7 separate regions of the Mus musculus genome follow, and all the other regions are linked to region 1. The links are chromatin contacts, called in public HiChIP or PLAC-seq and promoter capture Hi-C maps. All regions are on one chromosome and are shown on one strand. Each heading gives the region's core, a stretch centred on a gene start, on an enhancer-like site or on the middle of the called end of the contact. The rest is flanking DNA. Distances are from core to core; before and after follow the strand shown.

Region 1 (3,884 bases), core at 540-3,039:
TGCGGAGGACTGTATTAGATCCCTCGGAACTACATGATGGCTCATAAACTCCTGTAACTCCAGTCCTATGGGACCACCACTCTCTTCCCTCCTCCAAGGACACCAAGCATGCACGTGATGAAGACACACAATCAGGCAAAACAGTCACCCACACCCATGAAACAAGTGTTTTAATTTAAAAAGGAAAAAAAAAAAAAGGATTGTTCAGCATCTTCTGTCTCAAGAGTAGCAACTAAAATTCTCTCTTTTACGGTTGCCAAATCCAACCTAGGGGAAGATCTGAAAGGCCATGTGACTTGGTATGGCTCCAGTCCAAGCCACAAGCTCACACACCAGAGGAAAAAGTTCCAGAACCAAGATCTAAGCTCCAGGGACAGCAAGCAGAATCATTTATCAGGCCATGAGAAGGGACCGGGCTTGCTATGCTCACTAAACAAAGAGACGTAAAGAGGAGAACAGGTGCCAGAGGAGTCATCAGAAAGAACGACCAACCACTAACCAAAACAGCAAAGTCCATCTACTCTTCCTAATCAATTTCAATTTCCACCTTGGCGTAATATTCAGAATTTGGAAAAACTATCCTCGGTCCTACCTTGTTCTGAGATGCTGAACTTCCCTTCCAAGACCCACTTTCCTAAGATGACCAAATATGTATTTGAAGCAGCAGCATCAGTGAGCACAAGTCAAATTTCTTAATGTAAAAACTAAAGTACACCTTTCAAGTCAAACTAGTCCATCTTCAAAATTCTCAGAGCTGAAACATCATTATAAACTTAAGTAGTGGGGCTGGAGGGTTAGAATAAGCTTAGATTCATACTTAAAGATATATCTAATGATTAAATACCTTGAAGTGCAAAAAATTAAAGTGATTTTAATTTGGAGTGATAGATCACAGATCTGTAATTAAGACTAATGTACAAAGGCAATAGCATTCGGAGCGGTAAAATACATTGTGAACATCGCACATCCCATCCTCCACACAGGAAGTCTTAAAGGGACTTACACACCCTCAGTCTACGCAGGAAAGTGGCTTCGGAATAGACTTCCAAGTCACCTTCCACAGGTCGTTGGGGAGGATCTGCTCTTGGGATTCCCTTAAGGGACCATCATATCTCGTCAAACTTCCTGCTTCCTGAATACAAAATAACAATCACTGAGTCTCAACAACAGCGGGTTCACGGGCCCACGGACTCAGCATGGCGACAACAGGTCTCAAAGTCGACATGAAAAGTGATTCAACAAGTGGCAGCGCGCCCCAGGCGCAGCGGGCAGGCCTTACCGCCTGGCGTGCAGGAGCGCGCACAACAGAATGCTTGGGGCCTGGCCTAATTGGAGGGGTCCCCGGACTCGCCACGAGTTCGGGGAGCTGGGGCCCAGGGGACTCTAGGGAGCTGGGGCCCAGGGTTCTTTCAGATGCTGGGTCCCCGAGGACCTTAGGATGTCGGGGACACGGGACACGAGGACAGTGCTGGGCCCGGGGCGCGCGGGGACCTTAAGGTGCTGAGACGCCGGCTGGCCCTAGAGGGTGTTCCGCGCGCTGTGCCGATGCACCCGGCTCTCGACGTGCGGCTGCGCGGCGCCGGCCGACGTACGGAGACTCCGGGATCGCAGCGCAAGGACACGGCGTTGCGGTGGCTGGAGCTCTTAGCGATGAGCAGGCGAACGACGGCGCAGAGCACTCTCCGCGAGGCGAGTGAGCACCGAGCTCCGTAGCTGGGGCAGGGCGCCGGCCGCGCAGGCCGCGCTCCGCGCATGGGGACGGTGAGCCTCAGTCACCGCGGAACAAAACCGCAGCCGACGCCCCGCCCCCTCCGGACGCCCTCATTGGTCGCCGCGCCGCTACCACCGCCCCGAGCCGTCAGCCGTCCGCTCGCGCACCCGCCCGCGGAAGCCGCCGCAAGCAATCAACCCTCAGCCGCACCGCTAGGCGGGCGACGTCACTGCCCGGCGTGTTGTGGGTGTGGCCTCGTGACGCCCCGCCCCCGTTTCCTCTCACTTCCCTCCTACGGGTACCGTGCGCCGCTGCTGGCCCCGCCCCCCTGTGCGAGCTGGCCCGCGCCGGGTGTGACGTTAACCTTCGGGTGTCCGCGGGGCATCGAAGGCCGGTAGTGGTACCTATAGGCTCCCGGATTCCAAAGTCCGATGTGACCACCTTCATCTCCCTGCCTTTTTTCTTTTTCTTTCTTTCTTTTATAGCAAAATCTCAGTATGAAGCTCGGACTGTAGACAAGGATGGCTTCGAACTCCTAGAGATCCTTCTGCCTCTGTCTTCCGAGCCCTGGAATTAAAGACAGGCGCCACCAATGCCCAGCTTCTCCTGTCCTTTGCTGGTAATGTGCCTTTGGGCAGGACCCTTCCCTTTGGGAGTCTCATTTCTGGACCTACCGTGTGACTGGAAGGCACTTTTGTGCATTGGGTACCGGTGCTGTGAAGGAAAGCTGCTCTGCAGGTGGGTGTGACTGGGGTGGAGCACTTCTCAGGGTGCTAGAGGCCAGGCGCAGCAAAATGAAACCGCCTGCCGACTTGGCTAGGAATAGGCTGCAATTTCACAAGCCTGTAATCCCTAGACAACCTTGTTCCCAAACAACAAAAAGTAATTTTAAAAAATGTTGCAGGGTTAGGTACAGCTACTTGATGTAGAAAATGGAATAGTTCTCATCTGGAATAAGACCTAAAAAGGAAGACATTAGAAAGCCACTGGGTATTCCTGGGGCACACCAGAAGTCTGGGCCCTGGCCACCACGTTATGGGTCTGGTAAATCCAGTTCTGTACAGGCTCAGAGGCCCAGCCAAGGGAGGCCAAGATCAACTAGAATGAGTGCCCTCACCTGCTGCATCACCTGCGACAGACCTTTCATTTCCTCCTCCAGGTTTCTTGAGGACAGGGGACTTGCGACCTGGATCACAGCAGGCAGGAGCCAGATAAGGACTGAGACATCTGGCAGGCACCTGTGCCTAAGAGGAACTCTGCCCAGAACAGTCCTCAACCACACTCTCCCTGGGCAGATCTGGACCAATGGTGGCCTTCTCAAATCACCACGGTCACCTTGTGTTTCCCAAGCCCTGCAGCTGATTAAGTTACATACGCCACACAGCTCAGCTGTATTTGAGTAATTCCTAAAGGCTTTCAGTGTGTGCCCTTTTAGGGTAATTTTCAGGGAGTTGATGAATTCACATAAAACCAGAAAGTATTTCAAACTCTCCCACAGATCAGATTGCAGAGAATGGCTTGCAAGCCAGCTGTGGGATTTCACCCAATGTCTGATAGTCCCACATAAACCACACTGGTGATGCTGAGGACAGGTGCCAGTATCAGTGTTTATCATGTCCCAAAGGTAACCAGCCAAGGGAAGATATTAAAATCATCCTTGGTTCACAGTTAGGCTGCTACTCCACCAAGGGGCCATTTTCCCTCCATGACAAAGAATAGCAATGTCACCAGCCTGTCTCCTCAATGCTTGCCTCCATCTCCCTGAGAATGTTATGTGTACCTCAGTGGGCCATGTGAAGGGGAAAGACAGTGATGGCCTAACTCCAAACCTCCACTACTCAGTGGTATACTACTACAAGCATGGGGACAGCCCGGACGACTCTAGTACATGAGTTTGCTGGTGCAGTTTCAACAATGGGTGCCAGAGGAACACACCTTAACTCACCCCAGCAGACCCTAGCTCACTTTGGTCCACAACAGCTTACTTACCCCAACACACCTCAGCAATCCCAACCACTAGATATAATATGCCCAAATCGCCGCCAGACTCTAGCATATCCCACCACACTTAAGCACAGGGTCTAGATGTCACAGTGCTTAGGATGAGGAAGGTGGCCTGAAGAAAGGCCTCAGGCTGCTGGACATTGCCTCTGCCTCCCATGAAGCTGGTCAG
Region 2 (3,884 bases), core at 778-3,277, 1.9 Mb after region 1:
TGTGTGTGTGTGTGTGTGTGCATGTGCATGTGTGTGTGTGTGTGCGTGTTGTTGTTGCAGGTATCAAACCCAAGACCTCGCTAAGGCACAAAATGGGCAGGTGTTCTACCACTGAATGACAAACCTGTACTTTATAAGAGGGACTCTAAACTATGACAGGATATTCCACCCCCTACTCTGGACCAAGATACACAAATAGCAGTATGATAATCGGATAGAGCTCATGTGAATTTGGTCTAGATAAAAAGTCCCCTAAAGGCTCCTATGTTGAAGGCTCAGTCCCCAATTCAGCTGAGTTTAAAAGTGGAACCTTGGGGAGGTGACTGGACCATGACAGGACCAACCTCATCAACAGGCTAACTCGTAGATACACTCAGCTTAAGGGACATTGGCGGTGGTGGGGACTTAGAGGGTGAGTGAGGTTTTGTTGGAGTAAGCAGGGAGTTGTGTTGGCGGTGGGCTTTTAAGGGCAGATTTTGTCCATGGTCCCTTATGCTCCTAGTTCCTCACTACAGGCCCCAAAACCAAAGAGGGAATGATCACAAACTAAAATATGATACCCGTTTAAAATTATACACATACATCTATATCTGTGTGTGTGTGTGTGTGTGTGTGTGTGTGTTTAAAAGACAGAGGACAGCTCACAGAACATGTGGGCTCTAGGGATCAAACTCAGCTTGTAAGATTTGAAACGAGCACCTTTATGCACAGTCATCTCACTGGCCCTCAAGCATCCTTAAGTTGACTCCCTTGGGTATTATGCAACAGAAAGCTGACTAACAGAGTACCCCAGCTAGTTGCTGTACACCCCTACCGGCATATGGAATATAGAGATCAAGGACTCTGGCTACATTGTGATCCCCAATCCAGTACCAGCGCCAGGAACCAGCAGAGTGGTGACTATAGTATACATCTGAGATCAGCCAACCAACACAAGACCTTGGCTCTTCTGTACCCCAGAATCTTCCAGTTGACTGCTGATAGGACATCCGGGATGGGCATCACATAGTGGTGCAACAGCAGCGTCCAGCTCTTACCATTCTCCTTCGTTGTGATGGAGATGGAGTTGATACACGTTGCTCGTTTTAACCTCCAAATTCCCCTCATTATCTTCTTCCAAGGGCAAAAAGGTGACACTCCCACTGGAGACATCTGAGGGGGAAAGACAAGGCTATCAGGTCATAACTGCTCTAAACGGATCCCTTGGAAGTAGAACTGAGCAGCGATGGACAGGAGAGTAATGCTTTCCAGTCCTTAGTGGCTGTCCAGCACTGGGGAGAGGGCTCTACACTTTGGACACACCATTATAGCTAGCACTTAGACAATACAAGGCCAGAGCTGGGTGGTGGGTGGTGTGGCGCTCCTTTAATCCCAGTACTTGGAAGGCTGAGGCGGGTGTATCTCTGTGAGTTCGAGGCCAGCCTGTTCTACATAGCGAATTCCAGGCCATATAAGGCCCTGTCTCAAAAAGCGAACGCTTTTCAGTCTGTTTGCGCTCTTCCCACTACTCTCCTACCTTGCACTACCAGTTCTTTCTTCGGCTCTGTGAGTGGGGAGTGCGGGCTCGCTTTCGGGATGACAGTCCTGAGAATCAGGTCGAGCTCCTGCGCGGCTTCAGGCTGAGGACCCAACGAGGGGCCACAGAGGAAGGCCAGCATTTCCGGATTGGCGTGGACGAGGCTTTGGGAGACTCGGTCCCATAGCGAGTTCAGGTCAGCCGCGGGAGCGGTGCCTTCGCGGCTCGCCCTAGGTCCCGACTCTGGCTCTCCTTTAGGAGAAGCCTGTCCGGGTTCCCTCTCCAGCCCGTGTCCCTGTCCCTGCCGCGGTCCACACTCCGCCTGGGCGTGGGACCGCAAAGTTCTCCCGCGGGCTTCCATGCGGGCGCCGCACAGCCTCTTGTTGGCCACCTGTGGCCTCTCCAGCCACACGGTCACGGCGGCCCAGAAGCCTGCAGGTAGCAGGGCATCAGGATCGCTTAGCCGCACTCTACCCAGCTCCTCCATGGCTGCGCGCTCGGCGCGTTGGGATGACGCGACCCGGAAGCGCATTGACTCACGGGAGTTAGAGCCTGGACCCGGAAGGCCATCCCTTTGTCCTTTTTGCTGGGCGGTAGCTTCGGAGCCGCTGGCGGAGCCTGGGACGCGGGAGGAGCAGAGTGTGGGCCGCAGTGGATACAGCCTCCTGGGGTCCTCAACGACTGAATGTACAACCCCTTCTCTGCTTGCTTTCTTGCTTGGAAATAAGAGCTCCCAAGCGGTACATCCGATTCGTGCCCCCTAAATGAAATTTTGCCCCCAGAGGTTCCACCTCTCACGACAAAGCTAATAATACTGAGAGGAGAGGAAGTTACTTGAGCAAACAAGACGTAACTGATACACTCAGCAGAAAGCCACACTTATATGAAGGATTCTACAAAGCTGGTTGGCTAACTACAACTTCATGATTGTAAAGAATTGGAATGCGGACCCAAAGCTAGCATTACCTTGGGCGATTATTTAGCTCCTTTATAGCCATGCATTGCCCACCTGTGTCTGACTCCAAATTCTTTGACTGGAATACATTAACTTGCCAGAAAGTAACCTCCTACCAACCCAAAAGATAAAGCTGGCATCAGAAAACATAAGAAACCTATAACACAGACGTTCTGAAAGTATAACAAAGTAAAAACAGAATTCTAGGCCTTTAGGCCCAGGCTTGGGAATGTGGCCTTTGTAAAGGTATGCTAATCATAAAACAGATAGCGACATTCCTCTACCCACCCGCTTCCTGGGTTCAAAGAGTGCTCATTCAAAGAAAGTCACCCTGACCATTGCCATATACAAATGTGCTTTTGTTAGGGGCTCTTAGAAACTGTTTTGAAAAATAACCCTCACAATTACCAGGTATTCCTCGTGACTCTTGTAACTTTGCACTTCCTTGTGACTCTTAACTGGTATTTTTGTTATTTTCCAACAATGCCCTTCCCACCTCCTTGAGTTGTGGTTTCTTCCTTTAAATACCCCCTTACTCAGCTACTCGGGGCGCCACGGTCCTCTACCCCTTCGTGGTGTATGACCGTGGGCCCGAGAGCGCTCTTGAATAAAAATCCTCTTGCATTTTGCAACAGGCCCGTTTCTTGTGGGTGATTTTGGGGTGTCGCCTCTCCTGAGTCAGAACGTGGGGGAGTCCTCACGTTGTGGGTCTTTCATTTCTTACTTTGTTACCTGAGGTCCGAAACAAAGTATTTGTTAAATCCTTTGGAATGTACAAACTATTAGCTTCCACCAACATGAAGGCTAAAAATGTCTCCAGCAATTTCCCCTCATTGTTCTAACCCACCTACCTGTTGGTACCCATCCTTGTATTTTAAAAATACTTACTTTATGGATTTTGTTACTATTAAAAAAACTGTCACCACGTATGAACATAGTTTTTAAACCATAGTCACTCATATTTGTCTCCAGACTAAGCTATCCCTCACTCCCTTTAAGGTCAAAGCTGTGTTTTTATATCAGCACAACAACCACATGCCTCTGCTCTAATGGTCCAAAGAGCCAAACACGCATCTTTGACCTCATCTCCCAACCTCTTGGCAACACCCATGTAGGCCAAAGTTTCACTTTGTTGCTGCTCCTGGGTTTCATTATGTCCCTTAGGGAACCAGGGGCACTTTACAGCAGCTAAACAACAACTATGGCTGCTTTGCTCAAGTAACGGGGACTGCACGGGTGGCCGAGGGAAGTTTGGAAGTAATAGAGGGGGTGGTGGGAGCTGGCGGTGAGTGGTAACAGAGAGTGACGGCAGCAGCTGCAACACCAGTGAGGACAGCAAAATGGAGCAGTAGCAAACAATAGCCGCGGCTGTGGTCATAGCAAGAGAGGCAGCCAGAGCAGAAATCATACAGT
Region 3 (3,884 bases), core at 659-3,158, 1.9 Mb before region 1:
ATTTAGAATTTAGAGACAGACTTGGGGCTGTAAGCCTGTAATCCCAGCTACAGCAAGATAGCATGGTCAAGTGCCTAACTTACATGGTACAAGTTCAGCATGGGGAACTTAGTGAGATTCTGTCTCAAATAATAAAATTAAAAGCTATAAGTGTAGTTTAGTAGTAAAGTATTTACTAGCCATGCAACGGACCTGAGTTCAATATCTAGCACCACACACAAAATTATATAAACTTTAATTATTTGTAGCTCTTCTGTTATTGCTTCATTTAAAAAAATCATTTTTTTACTTTTAACTCTGTGTGTAGGAAAGCAATGCACTTGGAGGTGTGGGACCCTTTAGATGGGAGTTACAGGTGGTTTTTATCCAATGCTCTTAACTGTTGAGGCCATTTCTGTAGTCCCTACAACATATCAGGGTTTTTGTCAATTAACTTGCCTCTCCCAGTCTCCTTTTTCTTTCTTTCTTTTCTTTTTCTTTTTTTTTTTTTGTTTTTTTCGAGACAGGGTTTCTCTGTGTAGCCCTGGCTGTCCTGGAGCTTACTTTGTAGACCAGGCTGGCCTGGAACTCAGAAATCCGCCTGCCTCTGCCTCCCAAGTGCTGGGATTAAAGGCGTGCATCACCACGCCCGGCCCCAGTCTCCTTTTTAATTCCATCTTTTCTGTTGTGTTTGGTAATTTGAAAGCATAGACTTATTTATTCTATCTATCTATCTATCTATCTATCTATCTATTGTGTACACACTCATGCATCACATATGTAGTGTCCTTCCACCATACTGGGCTCCAGGAACTGAAGGGCATTAGGCTTTAGTCAAGCACCTTTACCTCATAGCCATCTTGATGAATCTGATAACAATTTATAATGTTTTAAGCAAGATTAAGTTAGATATATGAGGCCCCTGGAGCTGTTTTTAAAGTAGATATAGGTAGTTTGGTGAAAGGGTTTGGTTGTTTTGATTACCCCAAGGCCTTATTTCAAAGTTCTCTGCTATCTTTTGGAAAAATAGTTTAGGGACCGATGACACTAAGTTGCTGGGAAATATGGTTATTAACATAAACAGAATTATATGGCCTGAGTTTTTTGGAATACCTGAACTATTTTTTTTTCTACAATGTATATTGCTTATCTGCTTGGAAAGCTGTTTTCATAAAAACAGACGACAAAGCAGAAGGATCTTCCCTACAACCTCTCTGACCTAACTCAACTATTCTCATTTAGCACTATTTGGTCAGGTTTTTAGTGGCTGTAATTGTCATGTTTGTGTGTGTGTGTGTGTGTTTTAAATTTTGAATTCACACTTAGGTTCACCACAAAGGTTGGCCCATGGTTACATTTCCACATAAAAGTAAACTGTAAATATGGAACACTGCAGGAATGCCAACATGAGTGAAAAGGTGTTTGCCTCAGTGCCTTCTTTCACGTGTTCAATCCAGTAATACCCAGTTGGGTCTGGTGGACAAAACACTTCTTGTGCTCTCAACCCTGTGAAGTAGGTACATCATGTTCTCAGAGGTTAAAATGTCATGGGGCAGCCTGGCCAAGGAAACAGGTGCAGGTGTTTGGGGGCGCCCGTAGGTGGGGGTGTCTATCAAAGCTTTCATTCAGTCCCCCCACCCCCCATCCCTGTCCCTTCCTCTGTCATTGACCTCCACAAACTTGAATTCTGCCTTTTCACCTCAGAAGTCGTGCTTGGAAACCTGAAGCTTTCAGGAAAGTTCCAATGGTGGGTGCCCACCGATCCGAGGCCCGGGCATCCACAGTGTGGCTCGCCCTCCCGAGACCTTGCGCTGCGGCCCCGCACTAACCTGACCAGGTCGGTCATGCAGGAACCCACCACTACCACCGCTGCTGCCTCCTCCTCCTGCCAGGGCCTCCCGGGCTCCCCACACGCCGCCATTACTAATCCTGCTCAACCCTGACGCTGCCCTTTGCCCTTTGCCTGACCCCGTAACCAGGGACGCCGCCCCGTCCTCCTTAACGACGCGGGCGTTCCACCCGCCTGTGCCGGTCGCCCTCCCAAATGCCCGAAATCTCTCCGGCCTTTGGCTAGTCCTGATCCCTCTGGGACCGGTGTTCCTGCCCCGCCTCACAAGCACAGGGCCCGGCCGCCACGGCGAGAATGACAGAGCGCGCCAAGCACTAGGCCAGAGCTCCCGGGAACCTTCAGGCGCTACCCGGTCGCCTTCCTCAGCTTCCGGCTTCTCGGCGCGGGGACGCGCACGCCCGGCCGGCTCCGGAGAGGGCGGGACGTCCGGGGGAGCGCGCACGCATCCGGCCCGCGGTTCGCGCGCAGGTCGGTGCGTCGGTCGGGGGCGCGCTCGGGTAACCTGTACCCCGTCTAGTCGCCGGTTACTGATCGGACTTAAGTTCCAGGTACCTGGACCCGGGCTGGTGCGGGGAGGTTGGATCTCAGTCGCACAGGTGGCGCAGAGAGCCATGTTTGAGTATGGCCAGAGAGCTAGCCTCTTCAAGAGAAGGCCCGCGTTCCAAAGATGCCCCGCTCGCCCCACAGCACGCGGATTCCCTCAAGAGCCGCCCCCAAGATCTGAGGCTTCTCTTTCTCCACGTATCTCGTTCAGTCCTGGTTTCTGATGAAGCCCGCCTCTTTTTGCACTTGATGAGGGCATCATACAATTTGGGAGAAAGGGTTGGATCCCTTTAGATTCTCCTCAGAATGGGTGGACATTCTTTGGATCGGAACCAATTCGCTCTCCCCGCCCCTCCCTGATGTTGCCCAGTGGAGAAATTGCTCCCCCACAGTAACTTCCCTCGTGCGCCATATGACGTGGACGTGATGCAGCAGGAGGCCACCCCTTTCCGTTCCATGACGTCAACGGGGGCACATGTTTCCGTGTTTGTCATCCTCTCCTAATTGCGAGAGCCTAGATGGTGCTTTATACGTCTTTGTGTTCCCCAGACAGCCTGCCCACTAAAAGACCTCATGTGACCTTATCTTGCGGCAGCAGATTTTTTTATAAAAATTATATATTTGCATCTTCCGTCTGCAATACATCAAAATCAGGAAATACAAATTGCAAAACAAGCATTCAAGAGAGGCAGGTCACCAAAATTTCCTGCTTCTCTGGAATCAGTTATAATGGTGCCATATGTAAAGGAGAGGTGTGTGTTTCTAATCCATATCCCTGCATATTGTACCAAAGAATCATCTTTTTTTTTTTTTTTCTCTTCAAATTCCTGATTTTGGAGTCAGTATAGTTTTTTTTTTTTTTAACTTTCATTTGTTAGTGAAGTCACACTTACTGAAACATCTTGAAGCTGCACAAAACCTTGCACTGTCAAAAACTTGTATTATAGCTGCTGTTCTGGAGATAAAGACAGAAATCCATTCCCTCAGGTGTGATCCTAACGTCTTGACAGTTGCTGAAGTGGAATGGGTTTTCATAATCACTAGTGTGGTTTGGCGTCTGGAGAAGGTTGTTTCCTTTGGCATTTAATTAGTGAATCATTCAGGCTAGTACCAACACTGGATCAGCAGGAGCCTAGTTGGTGTCTAGCTGTAAAGCAATCATGTGTATAAATTCGTGACTTTGTCTTTATATTTACCGAAGTGTATGCTTTAAAAATTCACCTTGGTGCTTTCTTTAGTGGCCATTGTAATTAATGCTTGAGAAGAGGATAGGAATAGTGGAATTTGAGAGAGCTCTGGACCTGAATTTCAGTCCTTCTGTTTGTTCTTTATGTGACATTAAATAAGTAACTTGATTTGGCTGGTCTTTAGCTTTTGTATTTACAAAATGGAAACAGTATTCATTAAGAAACTGTGTGTGTGTGTGGGGGGGGAGTGGATGTTTGTGCAGAGAGGTGAGTAACAGAGATCATGTGTGAGGTGTTAGTTTGATTTCTCTTTCTTGGAGAAATTT
Region 4 (3,884 bases), core at 501-3,000, 1.5 Mb before region 1:
ATGTATTTTAAAAAACAACCCGATTTGCTTTTAAGACCTGGTTACTACTATTACATGCGTCATAACTGTGTAGCACAGAGGACTCCCGAATGTCTCACTGGCTAATTTCATCTTCAATACTACTTCTAAGCAAGTTAATTGGAAGGCCAAAATAAAATAAATTAAAAAAAGAAAAAAGAAAAAGAAAAAAAAAAAAACAAGCGCGCGCGCGCGCACACACACACACACACACACACACACACAACACACACACACACAAAAAGGGGAAGCAGTGGGCAGCCAGGCTCCGAGTGAAAAATGGGCAGGCCAGCCCCGCCTGGCGACGCCGCGCCGCACCCCGCCAAGACCCGGCCGCAGGGTGGCGCGGGTGCCCGGTGCGCCCAGGACGCCCGCTGTACCGGGCGGCGCCGCTGAGGGTGCGGACGACTGCGCACGGCCGCGCCCTCCCCGCGAGCAGCTCTGCGCGCCGGGCTCTCTGCCTCGCGGTGGCGCCGCACTGAGCCGCCCGTCTCGTCTTCAGGGCTGCGATTTTTTTTTTTTTTTTTTTTTTTTCCTTTTCTAAAACCCGGAGCCCAGGCCGGCGCGGCCGCTTTCGGGGCCCCGCCCCGCGCCCCTTCCTTTTGGTTGGGGATGGAGGGGAGGAGGTAGGGAGGCCAGGGCGCAGGCGGGAGCAGGCGAGGGAATCCCTCTCCCTCCACGTCACCCGAAGGCGAGGAAACCCGCATTCGCGTCCTCTAACGCAAATGACCATCTTTGGCAACGTGCGCCAATGGAACAGACCAAGGGCGCTGCGCCCCAGGGGGGGTGGAGGAGTTCGGCGAGAACGCGGGCGGCCTCGGCGCCCCCGTAGTGCGAGGGCCGCGCTCTCCCACCCTCCCCGCCTCCCGCCTTCCTCGCGCGGGGTCTGTGGCTGGCGTCAGCGCGACCGCGAGCGAGGCCGGGAGGGGAGCGCCCCGCCCGCCTTCTCCCCTCCCCTCCCGCGCCTCTTCCTCCTCCTCCTTGTCCCAGGCCTCCTCCCCCGCCGCCTCGAGCGCTCCTCCCAGCAAGGTGGAGTCTAAGGTTGACGTGAGTGGATCCACATGGTGCGGGGCTGGAGAATAAAGAGTGTGGAGTTGAACTCGTGCCATTGTAGTGACTCATCTCGGGCAGAGCGCAGGGGCTCGAAGCGAGACAGTGAGCGGCGCTCGGCAGGGACAGAGAGAGAGAAAGAGAGCGAGCGCAAGAAAGAGGGGGAGAGAGGGGAGGGCGAAGCGAGGCGAGAAGCGCGAGGCTTGGCAGGTCCTGGAGCCAGCACGGGGTGCAGGTCACTGCGACGCGGAGCCACGTCCCTCTCAGCACCGCTCAGCCTAGAATCCCACGGGCGCTGTCCCACCGGCGCGATCGGGGCCGCTGGACCGGCGCTCACCGCCTTGTCCTAAGTCAAGTGTCCGAGTCGCCGGGAAACTCAGGCGGCGAGTTGGCCACAGGAAGTTTATTCTCGGGCTCCTTTTCTAAAAGGAGGAAACAGAAGTTTCTCCCAACCGGCAGCTTTTCTTTTTCGCCTTTTTGGCGCCCTGAGAGATCGGGGAGGGAGTCCCCCAGAGCTGCCAAGCGACACCCGCGGGGCTCCTAGTCTTTTTGCGTTGCCCATTTTTCTCCAGCCCGTGGGTCCCGGCAGAGCTCCGGCTGCGCGCGGGGGCGGAAGGGCGCGCGCAGGGGAGGGACCGAGGGACGCGCCGACTTTTTAGAGGGAGGGACTCGGTGGACAACCGGTTCCGCGGAGCTTGCAGAGCAGAAACGAAGTGCGGTGCGCGGCGATCGGGGGGGTCACTTCCCGAGTGTCGCTGCCTCCTGTCTGCCTTGGTTAGGGGACATCCCGGGAGCGAAAAGCCCAGCCCGTGGCCGGGCCGGTGGACCAGCGAGCGCGCAGCAGACTGTGCGCGGCCGCGGCGAGGGCGGGGAAGAAAACCACCCTGTTTCCTCTCCGGCCCCCACCGCGGATCATGTACCAGGATTATCCCGGGAACTTTGACACCTCGTCCCGGGGCAGCAGCGGCTCTCCTGCGCACGCCGAGTCCTACTCCAGCGGTGGCGGCGGCCAGCAGGTACGTGCGGGCCGGGGTGCACCTGGCGGCGCGGGCAGACTCCTACCCTCTTCTTGCTCCCACTGCCTCCACCCCCAACCTCCTTCTTTTCCCTTTCCTAGCCAGGCTAGAAAAATACTTCACCGCTGTAAGTTGTGGGTTTCTTTTCTTTTCTTTTTCTTTTTTTTTTTCCTGTTCCGCCCTACCCACTCTCCACTTTTCTTTTTCTTTTTCTTTTCTTTTCTTTTCTTTTTTTTTAAGCAAGTGGAGAGTGGGCTTGAAGAGCCAACGACACCCTCTCCCCCTTTTCGTACTTAATTTTCCAGAAAAGCTCTTGAAATTACAGGTCCCCTCCGGGAAGCCTGTTGCCTCCTTCCGAGCCGCTCTCCCTCCCTTTTCACGTTCCTCTTTCTAGGTAGTGGATAGGCAAGAAAATTTTTGCGCCCCCTAAGCCCCTCCCAGCCGTCAAGGACCCTACGGGGGGGGGCGGGGGGGAAGGCTTTTTAACCCTTTCTTCTTCTGTTATTCTTCGGTCTTAGCTGTTTTCTGAAAGGGATTGGGGACTCAAAAACAAAGCTGGGCTCCTTCAAGTGTTTGGGAGTGAGGGCGAGGGTTGCCCCTGGGAATTAGGTGCGAAGGTCAGGAAGGAAGAAGCTGGCTTTGATTGGCTCTTGACACCTCCTGTGACACCCCCCCTCCAGCTTCCGGTAAGGGTTGGGCAGGAGCCTGTACTTCCCCCCCCCCCCAGCAGAACTTTGAGGGGCTTGGGGGTACCTGGGGCAAAGAAGCTGTCAGAGAGAAGTGGGAGAAAGAGACACATCGCTTGAGCTCCTGAGTGGATTTAGAAGTAGAAAAACATCTCTTTCTAAAGCAGCCAGACTGGTTTGCACTGAAGGATTGTGCCTGTAATCTGTGTCTTTGTAGGTACCAGACAGGTATTGGTGGGGCGGTAGGGGTGGTAGGGTACCTGGCCTGTGTCGCAGGAACCACAAACACCATCTTGTGAGGGAATTGCATGAACTCAAAAGGTCCTCTGCCACCTGAAGCCCACCTTGGCAAGCATCTGGGAGTTCCTAGCCAAGCTGGCTGCAGCCAGAGTTACTCCATAAGCCAATAGCCATGGCCTTGACTTTGACCTTTAGAAGTCAACCAGATAGGAGGTCAGGGGTCTTCCAGGGAAGGGTGGAGTGAGCTGGGAAATATAATAAAAATATGGCTTTCTTTGTAATCTGACAAGAGGGGCACCTCTCTCAAAGTAATGTTCCATATCTGGGGAGTCCTTCTAAATGACTTTTCTGTGTCTAGCTCCTCCCAAGCCCCATACCTACTAAGCACCCACTGTAGACAGCCTGGTCTGAGCATTGAGGGTCCAGTCAGTGGACCCTTTCTTACTACTGAACACCCAAATCATACCTGAGAAGTAGTCGCTTATGTTTGCATCCCAGTACATTTGGTGTTTTGGGTTGAACCCAAACATCACTCATCAATGGGTTTAGAGTCCTTTATACCTGTTGTCCCCTACTTTCCAATCCAATAACCCCACCCCATGTACCTCTCCTTTCCAACCAACATAGAAGCTTTGCGTTTCTGTTTCTTCCACTAATGAGACCAAGACAGTGAGCACTGACAGTACAATCTCCCTGCCTGGCTTTGCTCAGACTCTGGGGCCTGGATGGGAAGTCAGACCGGACATCAGTGCCCCAACTGAATAATCTGTGTCACTAGGGCTTTGAGCCCAGGATGTGAGCGGAGGCAATTCCCTGTTTTGGAAGCAAATCAGACAGGAAACCGATGCTCGGATGAAGGAAGAGAGCTCCGTCC
Region 5 (3,884 bases), core at 1,033-3,532, 1.5 Mb after region 1:
ACAAGATAGAGGTGGGCTCCATGCCTTTGCAGAGCTCTCCCATACCCGGCTCCACTCCCTTGGGTATCAAGACAGACCTCAGCTCTTCTAAAGGTGGACTGGGAATGGGGCGAGGCAAAGAGCTCTGCCACACTTTCTCTTCCACCTCATACATGATAAACTGCAAGGATAAAACTTCTCCTGGATAGTGAAGATCACTGAGAATCCCCACAAGGCTACAACCCAGGAGAAGCCTAGGGGAGCACTTCAACTACTTAAAACAGTAGGGATGGGAGCTGATTGCACTATCGGCCTCACCCCGAAGGGCAGAAGGCCCAACCCAAATGTTTACATGAAAGATAAGAACCTGGTGCTCTCCCCCTGAGCTCAGGTGACCTAGCAGGTAGGACCCAGCTGGAAGCCTCCCTGTCTAGAAAGAAAAGCAGCAAAACTCAACCTATGTCCTCAAGGCCTAGGCTCCTTGGAAGTAGAGGGAGTAGACACAGGACATCCTGTAAGGGAAGCCACTGGAAGAACGAATGTCCCCCTCCGTTCAACAGAAAAAGTGAACGCAAATCCCCTGCAGAACTTTAGGGCTGGAGGGCTGGAATGACGTGCAGCCCAAGGCTTAGACAGGATGACGAGAGCAGCCGTCCGCACAGTGACATCAGACTGTGGACAACCAGCAGAAATATAATCTGATGCTGCCACTGATCAGTGGCCATGGTGGAGGTCCAGGAGACCACCAAGGCACAGAGTGAGGATGAAAGTCACCTGGATGTGCATGTGGAGGACTGGGGGCCACCTTCTGAGTGAAAGAGACCCCAGGATCTACGGACAGCAGACCACATTTCCCCAACAGTCTTCGACGGTACCTGCTAATGTCTTCGTGGCCCCATCCTCATCTTACTGGGTAATCCCAGGTGAAGCACACTCATCCCGTGGGCACACCCCTGGAGATGGCGGTCAGGGACAGCCAGCCTTTTACCCTAGATGGTTCCCACTGCTCCCATGCTCTTCACACAGCCACTCCCAGCTCTGCTCCCGGACCCTTCCCCCAGAAAGCTGAACTGCTTTTCCAGGCCACAGGGCTGTCCTAAACCTTTGCAGGCTGGACACTTGTCCCCCTCTTGCAGCAGTCTCTCAAAGACACTGGCTGGCCACTAAGCTGTCTGTGAGGCACCACTCCCCTTCCCCAGAAGCCAACCTCCCAACTACCTCTCCATCCAAAGTCTCCAGGGCCAAAGTTCTACACGGTTTTATTTTAAAAAATCACTTAGTTTGCAAATTATTTACTCTCCCCTCAAACTCAGGAATGTTTAAGCTGGAGGGCTAAAGGGCAACCCTCTGCAAGCTCTAGAGGAAGATAGTGTGGCTCTGAAAGAATACTTAAACAAAAGCCCAAGTCCTAGCCTAGGACTGTAATCTGGGAGGGGACCCAAGTTCCAGGCCAGCCCTCAGGCTCTGGATATCTCCATTTCAAAAGGAAGAGAGATTAGCATAGCTACTAAATCTAACTTCAGCATTCCCCAGACAGGGTGTAGTGTTTACCTATACTAAGGAATTCCAATCCCCTAAGGAACTGCTTTACCCAAATTAACCAGCTCCATTAGCAACTGGGGCTTCTGCAATCTCCATACAGTCTTATCTCAGGGCACCGTTTTTTTTTTTCTTTCATTGGAGTAAATACAGATAAAGAAAAGACTTCCAAGTCTGGCCCCATGTAGAAAGTGCCCCCCCTCCCCTCTACCTCCATCTGAATTGGCTCTTTGGAAAATTAGCTTTTTGGGCAGAGGTGTCCACAGCTAGGAAGGGTGGGTGTCACTCATTCTTTAGGGTCCCTAATTGCACTAAAGGCAACCACAGGCCCTTGACACCAGCACCAAGTTCCTTTAGGGCCTATGGGTCTCTTATTACAAGTGAGGTCAAGATGGCCCACCTGACATTTAAAGGGGGGCTGTACAAAGGGTAGGCCGTTCCCCGTCCCAGAGGTTATGTTGGCCTCTCAATCAGGGCCCTGCTCTCCTTCGCTCACACGCAGCACCTCGCCCCCATCCCCGCGCGTCTCCCTGGCCCCGCTCACCCGCTTGGCCTTCTCCCATAGCTGGTTCAGCTTCTCCATGCGGAACTCCTCCCCGGACTCGCGCTTGGCGGCCATCTCCGGCTCGTTCTTCTCTCGCGAGTACTTGCCGCCATGGCCTGCTATGGGCTGGGGCACAAGCATCAGCGGCAGCAACAACAGCACTAGCAGTTGGAGCCGGGGCAGCGTAGAGACCCTCTCTCTTCGAGGCGCCATCTTCCTCTGAAGCGCTAGCAGACTGACAGGACTGGGTCTTGTAGGACCGCCCATCTGTAGCCCCGCCCATCAACCGGTCTCCGCGAGGCCCCGCCTCCCTTCTCAATCCGATCCCGCCCACCCCAGGCCCCGCCCATATGACTGCCCACTTTTCGGTCTCTGGCTCCGCCCTGCCCAACACCAGCAAAGAGCAATTATCCCAAGGTATTTTCACGCTGGGGCTGCAAAATTCAGAGCTCACTAGCGGGGCTGTAAGGAGAAGCAGCTGGGAAAGCGCACTTATGCACCGCCCCACTCCTCGTAATCACACAAGAAGTGCGGCGGAAGATGATTTTGCCATTAAACCCGGGAGCAGCTATCTCAGCTCCGTCTTTGGGACACATCCCAGACACTTCCCCTCCGGGGTTTCTGTTTGGAAGGCTTTGTGCACTTGCCTAGTCTCTGCACCTGCAGCCCTGGAGAAAATCCAATGGACATAGTGAGGCCCAGCAAGCCTGTTGGGGACATGGCCTGGCCTGGTGACAACCTGGTGCTCGAGGAACCCAGGAGTCTGGTACAGGCACCAGCAGTTTGGGCCCAGGAGGGACAGGCAGAAGAGTCGTCTGGTAAGGATGACCAGTGTCTTAGTCAGGGTTTCTATTCCTGCACAAACATCATGATCAAGAAGCAAGTTAGGGAGGAAAGGGTTTATTCGGCTTACACTTCCATGCTGCTGTTCATCACCAAGGAAGTCAGGACTGGAACTCAAGCAGGTCAGGAAGCAGGAGCCGAGCAGAGGCCATGGAGGGATGTTCCTTACTGGCTTGCTTCCCCTGGCTTGCTCAGCCTGCTCTCTTATAGAACCAAGACTGCCAGCCCAGAGATGGTACCAATCACAAGGGGACCTCCCCACTTGATCACTAATTGAGAAAATGCCTTACAGTTGGATCTTGTGGAGGCATTTCCCCAACTGAAGCTCCTTTCTCTGTGATAACTCCAGCTGTGTCAAGTTGACACAAAACTAACCAGTACAACCAGAAAGGGTCTCCAATAGGGAGATACATGGAGGACAAGGGTAGGGGATATTTGGGGGGAGTGGTGCTTTTTTCTTTTTTTAATAGTTTTAAGCTGTATTTTGTGTTTCCACAAAAAGGGTTCAGTATATCTGGAACCCTGGTGGTTTGCAGACGTTAGCACCTGTTTTCTGAGATCTATTTTTGGTTTGGTTTGGTTAGCTCTGGTTATCCTGGCATTCACTATATAGACCAAACTAGCCTCAAACTCAGAGATTTGTATGCCTCTGCCTCCCAGATACTGGGATTAAAGGTGTGCACCACTTTGCCCGGCCTAAAATGTCTCCTTTTCAGATAGGAGAGAGGGTTTTGTTTTTGTTTGGGGGTTTTTGTTGTTATTTTGGCTTTGTCTGGTTGTTTAGATCAAACAGGATCTTACTCAGTAGCTCTGGAACTCAACTATGTAGATCAGGCTCACCTTGAACTCTCAAAGAGATCTATCTACCTGATGCTATCTTCCAATTGTCTGAGATCTTTTTTGTTGTTGTTGTTTGTTTTTGTTGTTGTTGTTTTGAGACAGTGTTTCTCTGTGTAGCCCTGGCTGTCCTGGAACTCAC
Region 6 (3,884 bases), core at 786-3,285, 1.3 Mb after region 1:
CTGGAGGAATAGAGATTTCACAGTGACTAGCTTCTTCGCCAGCCTGAGGATCCAGGCTTGGGGACTTGAGCTTTCGTCCCTGTTCCTACATCAAGTCTATAAGGCACCTGGAATGCAGCCCAGTGTGGAGGAAATGAAAAGCAAAAAAGACCCCTATGCTGGACGCCTTTCACAGCCTCTGCTGGCTGCTCTCCGTCCTTCTTGGTGTCTCCCACAGCTCTGGGAGGCAGCCCCCTGTGGCCTGCTTCCTTCTGGCCTGGTTGTGCTTCCTTCAAAGGTCCTCTGCCTTCTCCCTACCTCCCTTTTTGTACGCTGGGATAGCTTATTGACATTAGGTCCTTTATAGTTGAGGTTCCACAAGGGCACAGAGGGTCAGGGTGACAGGCAACAAGAGGACTGTCAGCATCTCTAGGGCTGGAAGTAAGATAAGAGTGGTCATGGGATAGGGGAGAAAGCAGAAAGAGCAGTGACCCACACAAAACGACAACGCTGTGCTACCTAGCAGGGTTGACTGCTGGCTGTAGAATGGATCAGCAATGAATGTTTAAAGGGGGAAAAGACAGGAGAGGAAGAAGCAGGGCCAAGAAAGTAAGCAGAGAGATTTTGAGCTTGAAGGAGGTCATTGAGGCCAGGCTGAGAGAAGAGGTGTGAGGGGGTACCACATGCATAGAAATAGGGCTCTGTTACTCCATTGGCCTCAGTGTCACAGGGCTTCCTACTCAAGACACATTGACAGTCAATACATCTACCTATGCAGTGAAACGAAGCTGCACACTGACAAGAACACAGGGTTTACTGTCCTGGAAACACTGGAGGGACTACCAGTCGTGACTTACATTTCCTGAATTTAGGGAGGAAGTGAGTGTTAAAGGTTACAGCTATGGGGTTTTTATGATGATTTAATCTCAAGACCAAGAAGCTTGAACCAGGCTGGGGCTGGTGTTTGAGAAAAAGAGGGCCTAGGCAGTGAATTCCTGGTCTAAACTTTTTAAGTAAAATGCCCAGTTTCCTGTTTTCTGAAAGTACTTTAGCTAGTTTCTAACTGGGAATGAAACTTCTGAAGACGCTGTGGCTGCTCGGAAGTCAATGTGGGAAGGGAAGGGGAATTCTGCCCTTGACGTCTTTCACCAAAGAAAGGTCTCCTTGAGGTAGACAAGGTCCAATGTTCTGAAAAGGTTGGGCGTAGGAACTATAAAACCAGTTTGTGCAACTATTGTATCATAGCCTGAGTGGTGCTTGGGACAGGATTGATGTATTTCTCTCCATCTCAAATGCACGCCCTCAGGTAGATGACCCCTCTCCTGGCAGGTGGGAAACTTTCCTCACAAATGCATCGTGTCTCAGAGCTGCCCCTTGAAGGAGGACGAAGTGGTCTCTCTCTGCACGTGAAGAAGATCACACATCCCAGCTCTCTGCAACCATTCAAAAAAGAAACCCATCTGGCTTTTGCGATTTAGTAGGGTAGCTCAACCCCTCAGCTGGACCAAGGCGGAAGTCCCGCCCCGGCCTCCATGCTCCGCCCCGCCTCCGTCTAGCCTTAAGCCCTGGATGTTGAGCTTTCCGTTAGGTCTTCAGTCCCAGGCAAGTCCCTACTTCTTGAGCGCTTCTGTGCTAGGAGTCCGATCCCGCCTGACCCCGAGCCACTGTCCAGTAGGGCGGACTTTGCTCTCCAGGAGCCCGGCCCCCAGAAGCCGGATCCCGTTGGTCCCTGACTCCAGCTGTCCAACGACCTGATCTATCCCCTCATCCAGCTCCGTCCCCCAAAACCTGACTCCACCAAAATCCTAAACTTGGTGAATCTCGAATGAGCCCCACCAAGAGCCCAAATCACACCCTCCAAAAGCGGCTGAACTCCCCACCCTTCCAGGAGCCACACCCCCAGAAGCAGGACCCGCGGGGTCAGAGTCCCGAAGCGCACAACGGCCTGACCCGCCCCTCACGGGTCCCGCCCCCAGAGCCCCGCCCCCTAGGCCCTGGGCCCCACCCCCAGGAGTCGGAGCTCCTCTCTCAGGGGCCGGACCCTGCCCCTCCCGGAGCCCCGCCCCCGGCCCGGCGACGGCGGTGACCGTTGATGCTTTCGGCGGGCGCCCGGCGGGAGCAAGCGGCGGCCCGGTAGGTGAGCGGAGCCGGCGCGCCTCCTCGCGCGTCTTTCTTCTCTGGCGCGCGCCCCCGCCCGGCCCGGCCTTGTCCTCCTGCGGCCGTGGGGCCGAGCTCGGGCACCGCCCGCGCCTTCTTTGTTCGCGCGGGACTCCGGGAACTTGCCCGCGCGGGCTGCGGCCGGGGTCCCGCGCAGGCCGGATGTGCGGGTTCCGCAGGGCTGCAGCCCACCGGACTCGGGCGGGATCTGACCCGGCTCAGAAGCCGGCCCGGCTGGCCATGAGGGGACTTTAATGTCCAACTCAGCCCGCGGTCTCATTGTTTGGGCAGAGACCGTATCCAAGGACCCGAACTGAGGAAATGTAGGGCAAGAACGCAGGGCAGCCCACAGCGAGCGAGCATCGAGAATAGCTGGAGGGGTTAGAGCTGGGAAGTGTAGACAAGGGGGTTCAGAGTGTAGATAGAGGGGCCCCAAACCTGTGGACTGTGTGTGTGTGTGTGCGCAGAATTGTAGAGTGTAATAAGGGCTCAGCTGTGAAGTGTAGATGAAGGGGTGGTGTGTAGCTAGGGCCCAACCCCTGGAGTGTAAACAGAGGGGCTTTGACCAATAGAATACAAATGGAGGGGCCCAGGTTCCTGAAAAGGCCTCAGATGGAGTGTAGATGGAGGTCGCCCTGGTGAGGAAGCCTTGAGCCTACATCAAGCAACTGGTGTGTGGGAGAGGGGAGAGAAGCAAAATCAATTGTGAATCAAGGGCCTGCTTACATTCTAAAAGTTTCTGAAGAAAGCACAGTTGTCAGCAGGACAATTTCTCCAGAAAAACTGGGATAAAAATGTTACATCTTTTTATTTGGGGGGGGGGGGCTGGATGACAAGTACCAAGTACTCAGGCTGGCAGGATCTGGACTTCAGGCACACTGCTGGGATAGAGAAAGTCACGGGGTAGAGGGAATGGCTTAGGTAAGACTCTGGAGTAGGATGGATCTTTAAAGGATGCAAGGCCATTTCTGTGAAGTTTCTTGGAACCTACCTCAGTGGGACAAAGGAGGAGGGTTGCTTCTGACAGGAAAGATGAAAGGCTGGAGAGCTGGCAAAGGAGATCAGCAAATACCGGAGCTGAGGAAAGGCCCTCAGACTTGGGGTGGCCTGTGTGTTGCCAGTCTTGGCGCAGGAGTCAGAAGGCAGGGTTTATACTGAGTAGACCAAATTGCAGTGCATCGTGGAGTTGCCAGCTTGTGACATGAGGCACTTTGTGGTCATCCCCTGTGTCAAGGGCTGGCTCACTTTTTGCATTCTGTTTAGAACAACAACCTCAGAGGGTGGGAGCGTGGGTAGTCACAAAGGTGACACCGAGCCTGGTGACCTGGCTGCTGCAGTAGCTCCTGCAAGGATCCCAGAGGTAGGAGAGGTTGAGGCTGAGCCCTGTGTTTCTAATCCTGTTGTCATTTGACATCTGTATCTGAGACAGGCCCAGCATGCTGGTCCCATCTGGCTGCCTTGGTTGTGGGCTCCTTGCCTTGCTCTGGCAGCAAGTGCATGATGGTGGTTGCAGCGTCCCCACCCCCTTTTCTTTCTTTTTGTGTGTTTGCTGGAAACCCTGCAAACACTTACTAGTCAGCACTTGTTTTAGTTTCCTACAGAGCTTAAATCTAGTGGCTTAAACAGTTTGCTCTTCAAGGCTCAATGCCAGAAGTCTGCAATGGGTCTCACTGGCCGAATGTCCTTTGGGGATCAGAGAGATTCTCCTTCCCTTCTCATGTCAGATGGAGACTGGCCTCATCCCAGGG
Region 7 (3,884 bases), core at 553-3,052, 1.1 Mb after region 1:
GTTGGTAGTTAGCAAGACTGAAGTTACATTTGTAGCCTAACAAATGTGTGACATCCCATTATCTTTGTCTTGTATTGGTTAGAAGTCAGTTACTAGCTGCCCTTACTTGGGAGCAGGGACATCATAACCTAGAGAATGCTAAGAGACAGGGCTCACTGGGCCTTCTTCCAAGTCTGCCTACTAGCAACTACCAACCCTGGCCAGCTGTTAGAGGCTGCCTCATGTGAGAGCTAGCACTGGCACTGTGCATCTAATAGTGCCATTAGTAACAGAGGGGACATAGAATCTAAAGGCTGTTTCTCTGCTCTCCTTCCCAGTTTAACAGCGGCGGGCTTATACCCCTACAGTAACAGTGTTGGTTTCTGTATACTTGGCCATTTCGAGAAAATGGAGTGCCTTATGGCCATGGAATAGGGCATTTGATTCTTACAGGTAGCCTGAAGCTTCATTGGGTTTCTCACTGCATGGATCACCTCCAGACAGCTTTTTCTGAAGCCGGAACGGTTTTGTTTGTTTGTTTGAGACAGGGTTTCTATGTAGCTCTGGCTGTCCTGGAACTCACTTTGTAGAACAGGCTGACCTATAACTCAGAGATCTGCCTGCCTCTGCCTCCAGACTGCTGAGATTAAAGGTGTGTTCTATCACTGCTTGGCTTTTTCCTTTTCCTTTTTCTTTTGAGACAAGTTCTGATACAGCCCATGCTGACTTGAATTCACTATGAAGCCAAGGAAAACCTGGAACTCCTGATCCTCGTTCTACCTGCAGAGTACATGATTACCACCCCTGGTTTATAAAATGCAGGGATTGAACTCAGAGCTTCGTGCATGCTACTCAAAAAGCATTCTACAAGTGCTGTGATTAAAGGCATGCACCACCATGCCCGGTTGAAGCCAACACTTTTTGCTGGGCAGACTGCAGGGGCAGCTTGGGTGTATCCACACCATTTTCAGCTTCCTGCTTTAATTGCTCACCTTTGGGAGATGGAGGCTCTAGAGACAAGGACTTCAGCGCTGGTGGCAATGAGACCCCTTGTAGGTCCTGGCTGGTTGCCACAGCACTTTCCAGGGTCCGTGTCTCAATGTAGAGTGTGTGACCAAAGTTGCATGAAACACAGCCTTTCTTTGGACAGTAACTACTGCTGCCTGCCTGAAACCCTTTCTCAGCCTTCGCTGCCTGCTTGAAACCCTTTCTCAGCCTTCTCTACTGCAGACACTTCTGGGGCTTCGGGGTCCACGGATCATAAAGGGTTCTTTGGTCCTGAATACAGGTCACTCTGGTTCCCTTCTCATTGCAGGGAGCTCCCAGCACGCTGCGTTCGGGAAGCTCAGGCCACCACCTGGCTTGTGGAAGAGAGAGCTGCTTTGGGTTTCGGGTTCCGAGCTCCACAATCGCTTTCCCGGTGACTCCAGGTGTAGGGTGGCTTTACGCAGGAAAATTTCTTCGCTGTCATTCCCCTTTCCAACCTTTTCTTCCTTCCGGGTCTCCCCAACTCCTCTGCCCACCTCCTCACTTCTTTTCTATCGCTGGTGCCAGGGAGCCGCCCTAAAGCCCACTCTCCGCTCAGCTCCGTCCCTCATCTAGCAGCCCGCCCCGCCCACCTCATCCTCTTGCTTGGCCCTCTTCACTAAGGGGGGCTGGCTTTTGCGGGAAGGGGCGGGGCCACATCGGCGGGGCGGAGAGTCTTAAACTAGCAGAGGCCCCGCAGGCCTGCGTCCTGACTTCGGGAAAGAGGACGACGCATCCGCCTGTCAATTCTGCGGGTCTGGCGTGGCCTCGTCTCCGCCGGCATGACGTCACGGGACGCACTCGCCGCGAGGGTTGCCGGGACGGGCCCAAGATGGCTGAGCGCCTTGGTTCCGCTTCTGCCTGCCGCGCAGAGCCCCATTCATTGCCTTGCTGCTAAGTGGCGCCGCGTAGTGCCAGTAGGCTCCAAGTCTTCAGGGTCTGTCCCATCGGGCAGGAAGCCGTCATGGCAACCCTGGAAAAGCTGATGAAGGCTTTCGAGTCGCTCAAGTCGTTTCAGCAGCAACAGCAGCAGCAGCCACCGCCGCAGGCGCCGCCGCCACCGCCGCCGCCGCCTCCGCCTCAACCCCCTCAGCCGCCGCCTCAGGGGCAGCCGCCGCCGCCACCACCGCCGCTGCCAGGTCCGGCAGAGGAACCGCTGCACCGACCGTGAGTCCGGGCGCCGCAGCTCCCGCCCGGGCCCCGCGCCCCTGGCCTGCGTGCTGGGCATGGCCAACACTGTTCCCTGTCCAGAGGGTCGCGGTACCTCCCTGAGGCCAGGCTTTCCCGGCCCGGGCCCTCGTCTTGCGGGGTCTCTGGCCTCCCTCAGAGGAGACAGAGCCGGGTCAGGCCAGCCAGGGACTCGCTGAGGGGCGTCACGACTCCAGTGCCTTCGCCGTTCCCAGTTTGCGAAGTTAGGGAACGAACTTGTTTCTCTCTTCTGGAGAAACTGGGGCGGTGGCGCACATGACTGTTGTGAAGAGAACTTGGAGAGGCAGAGATCTCTAGGGTTACCTCCTCATCAGGCCTAAGAGCTGGGAGTGCAGGACAGCGTGAGAGATGTGCGGGTAGTGGATGACATAATGCTTTTAGGAGGTCTCGGCGGGAGTGCTGAGGGCGGGGGAGTGTGAACGCATCCAATGGGATATTCTTTTTCCAAGTGACACTTGAAGCAGCCTGTGACTCGAGGCACTTCGTACTCTCCTGGCGTTTCATTTAGTTTGTGGTGTAGTGTAGTTAAACCAGGTTTTAAGCATAGCCAGAGAGGTGTGCTTCTGTGTGTCTGCAGGCAGTTGGATGAGTTGTATTTGTCAAGTACATGGTGAGTTACTTAGGTGTGATTATTAATAAAAAACTATATGTGTGCATATATATGAAAGAGTCGACTTATACTTAACTGCCTATCGATTTTTTGTTCTATATAAAACGGATACATTGGTGGTGCTCAGTTTTCACCGGGGAATGAATTTTACTAGTGTTGCAGACAGGCTTGTTTTAGAACATAGGCCACTCTGACTCTGACTTTGTGCCAGTAAAAGTTCCTGTTTAGTTCTTTGCTGACATCTTATAGATCTTTGGAAGCTAGCTGCTTGTGACTGGAGAGAATATTGAAACAGAAGAGAGACCATGAGTCACAGTGCTCTAAGAGAAAAGAGACGCTCAAAACATTTCCTGGAAATCCATGCTGAGTGTTGAGCCCTGTGCTCTCTTGCAGCTCAGTCCTTTCTCTCAACTCTGGGCATTTTATTTCTAATCTGGATTTGTATAATTAATAAGGAGAACTTTTGGGAACAACCTACTAAAGAATGTCATCATTAAAACTCACTTAGAAAATAAGTGTTCTGGTGATATCATTGAGCTATGTTCCCAGTCCTGAGAGTTTGTTTTTTTTTTTTTTTTTAAATAAAGATTTGGGGAGAAAAGGTGGCTTACTTGATAGAACAAAATATAGGAATAAAATTTCCTTCTATAAGGTGAAAAGTGTGAATAGAAAACTTCTTATCCTCTAGATAAGTAGTTTCTTTTTGCTTTTGAGAGTCTCACTATGTAACTCTTGACCTGAACTCAGAGAGATCCATCCTCCTGCCTCTGCCTCCTCTCTCTGGGATTAAAGGCATGTGGCACCATGCTGGGCTGTCCAAGTATGCCACAGACCCTCTAGGTCCCTGGTCTTCGAGGAACGGGATTTCTTAGGCAGATGGGTAAGGAGTCGGATGAAAATGACAATCAGCCACACACAAGAGAGGTGTTGAATCTGAATGTAATGTTCTGGTTGAGCTTCAGACTTATATAACAACGAATTATCAGAGGATACAAATCACAAAAAGACAAGATACACTGAAATTCACCAGTTACAGCAGAAAGGAATTTGCAGGGACTAA

What was found. Promoter capture Hi-C pulls out the DNA fragments that hold promoters and counts their contacts. HiChIP or PLAC-seq counts read pairs in DNA pulled down with a chosen protein or histone mark. Capture Hi-C pulls out chosen DNA fragments and counts their contacts.
Region 2: an H3K27ac HiChIP or PLAC-seq map of microglia shows a contact between it and region 1, with 6 times the contacts expected there. The contact joins the promoter of Trmt44 here to the promoter of Fam53a in region 1. A contact is called at or near these places in 1 of 39 promoter capture datasets (neutrophils) and 2 of 115 datasets of contacts at active chromatin or transcription factors (microglia and pancreatic cancer cells).
Region 3: a promoter capture Hi-C map of pre-B cells shows a contact between it and region 1, with 3 times the contacts expected there. The contact joins the promoter of Rbks here to the promoter of Fam53a in region 1. A contact is called at or near these places in 3 of 39 promoter capture datasets (the C10 cell line, liver and pre-B cells).
Region 4: a promoter capture Hi-C map of liver shows a contact between it and region 1, with 3 times the contacts expected there. The contact joins the promoter of Fosl2 here to the promoter of Fam53a in region 1. A contact is called at or near these places in 2 of 39 promoter capture datasets (hippocampal neurons and liver) and 1 of 115 datasets of contacts at active chromatin or transcription factors (microglia).
Region 5: a contact with region 1 is called in a promoter capture Hi-C map of liver, with 3 times the contacts expected there. The contact joins the promoter of Lrpap1 here to the promoter of Fam53a in region 1. A contact is called at or near these places in 1 of 39 promoter capture datasets (erythroid cells), 2 of 484 Hi-C or Micro-C datasets (B cells and CD4 T cells) and 2 of 9 other capture datasets (adipose tissue and liver).
Region 6: a promoter capture Hi-C map of pre-B cells shows a contact between it and region 1, with 4 times the contacts expected there. The contact joins the promoter of Rgs12 here to the promoter of Fam53a in region 1. A contact is called at or near these places in 1 of 39 promoter capture datasets (pre-B cells) and 2 of 9 other capture datasets (adipose tissue and liver).
Region 7: a contact with region 1 is called in a promoter capture Hi-C map of adipose tissue, with 4 times the contacts expected there. The contact joins the promoter of Htt here to the promoter of Fam53a in region 1. A contact is called at or near these places in 2 of 39 promoter capture datasets (the C10 cell line and pre-B cells), 2 of 484 Hi-C or Micro-C datasets (CD4 T cells and LSK cells), 1 of 115 datasets of contacts at active chromatin or transcription factors (astrocytes) and 2 of 9 other capture datasets (adipose tissue and liver).

What each region holds. Positions count from the first base shown.
Region 1 is chr5:33,627,846-33,631,729 of GRCm38.p6, forward strand. It overlaps Fam53a (family with sequence similarity 53, member A), which reads right to left and starts at 1,790. Exons shown (of 6, transcript NM_178390.3): 1 at 1,492-1,790; 2 at 1,008-1,132. It also overlaps Gm9903.
Region 2 is chr5:35,573,043-35,576,926 of GRCm38.p6, forward strand. It overlaps Trmt44 (tRNA methyltransferase 44), which reads right to left and starts at 2,028. Exons shown (of 11, transcript NM_030208.3): 1 at 1,517-2,028; 2 at 1,038-1,152. The coding sequence starts at 2,003.
Region 3 is chr5:31,695,702-31,699,585 of GRCm38.p6, forward strand. Rbks (ribokinase) reads right to left here and starts at 1,909. Exons shown (of 8, transcript NM_153196.1): 1 at 1,809-1,909. The coding sequence starts at 1,900. Babam2 (BRISC and BRCA1 A complex member 2) reads left to right here and starts at 2,349. Exons shown (of 12, transcript NM_144541.1): 1 at 2,349-2,376.
Region 4 is chr5:32,134,722-32,138,605 of GRCm38.p6, forward strand. Fosl2 (fos-like antigen 2) reads left to right here and starts at 1,751. Exons shown (of 4, transcript NM_008037.4): 1 at 1,751-2,084. The coding sequence starts at 1,983.
Region 5 is chr5:35,103,417-35,107,300 of GRCm38.p6, forward strand. It overlaps Lrpap1 (low density lipoprotein receptor-related protein associated protein 1), which reads right to left and starts at 2,283. Exons shown (of 8, transcript NM_013587.3): 1 at 2,063-2,283. The coding sequence starts at 2,275.
Region 6 is chr5:34,947,413-34,951,296 of GRCm38.p6, forward strand. It overlaps Rgs12 (regulator of G-protein signaling 12), which reads left to right and starts at 2,036. Exons shown (of 17, transcript NM_173402.2): 1 at 2,036-2,112.
Region 7 is chr5:34,759,938-34,763,821 of GRCm38.p6, forward strand. Htt (huntingtin) reads left to right here and starts at 1,803. Exons shown (of 67, transcript NM_010414.3): 1 at 1,803-2,172. The coding sequence starts at 1,970.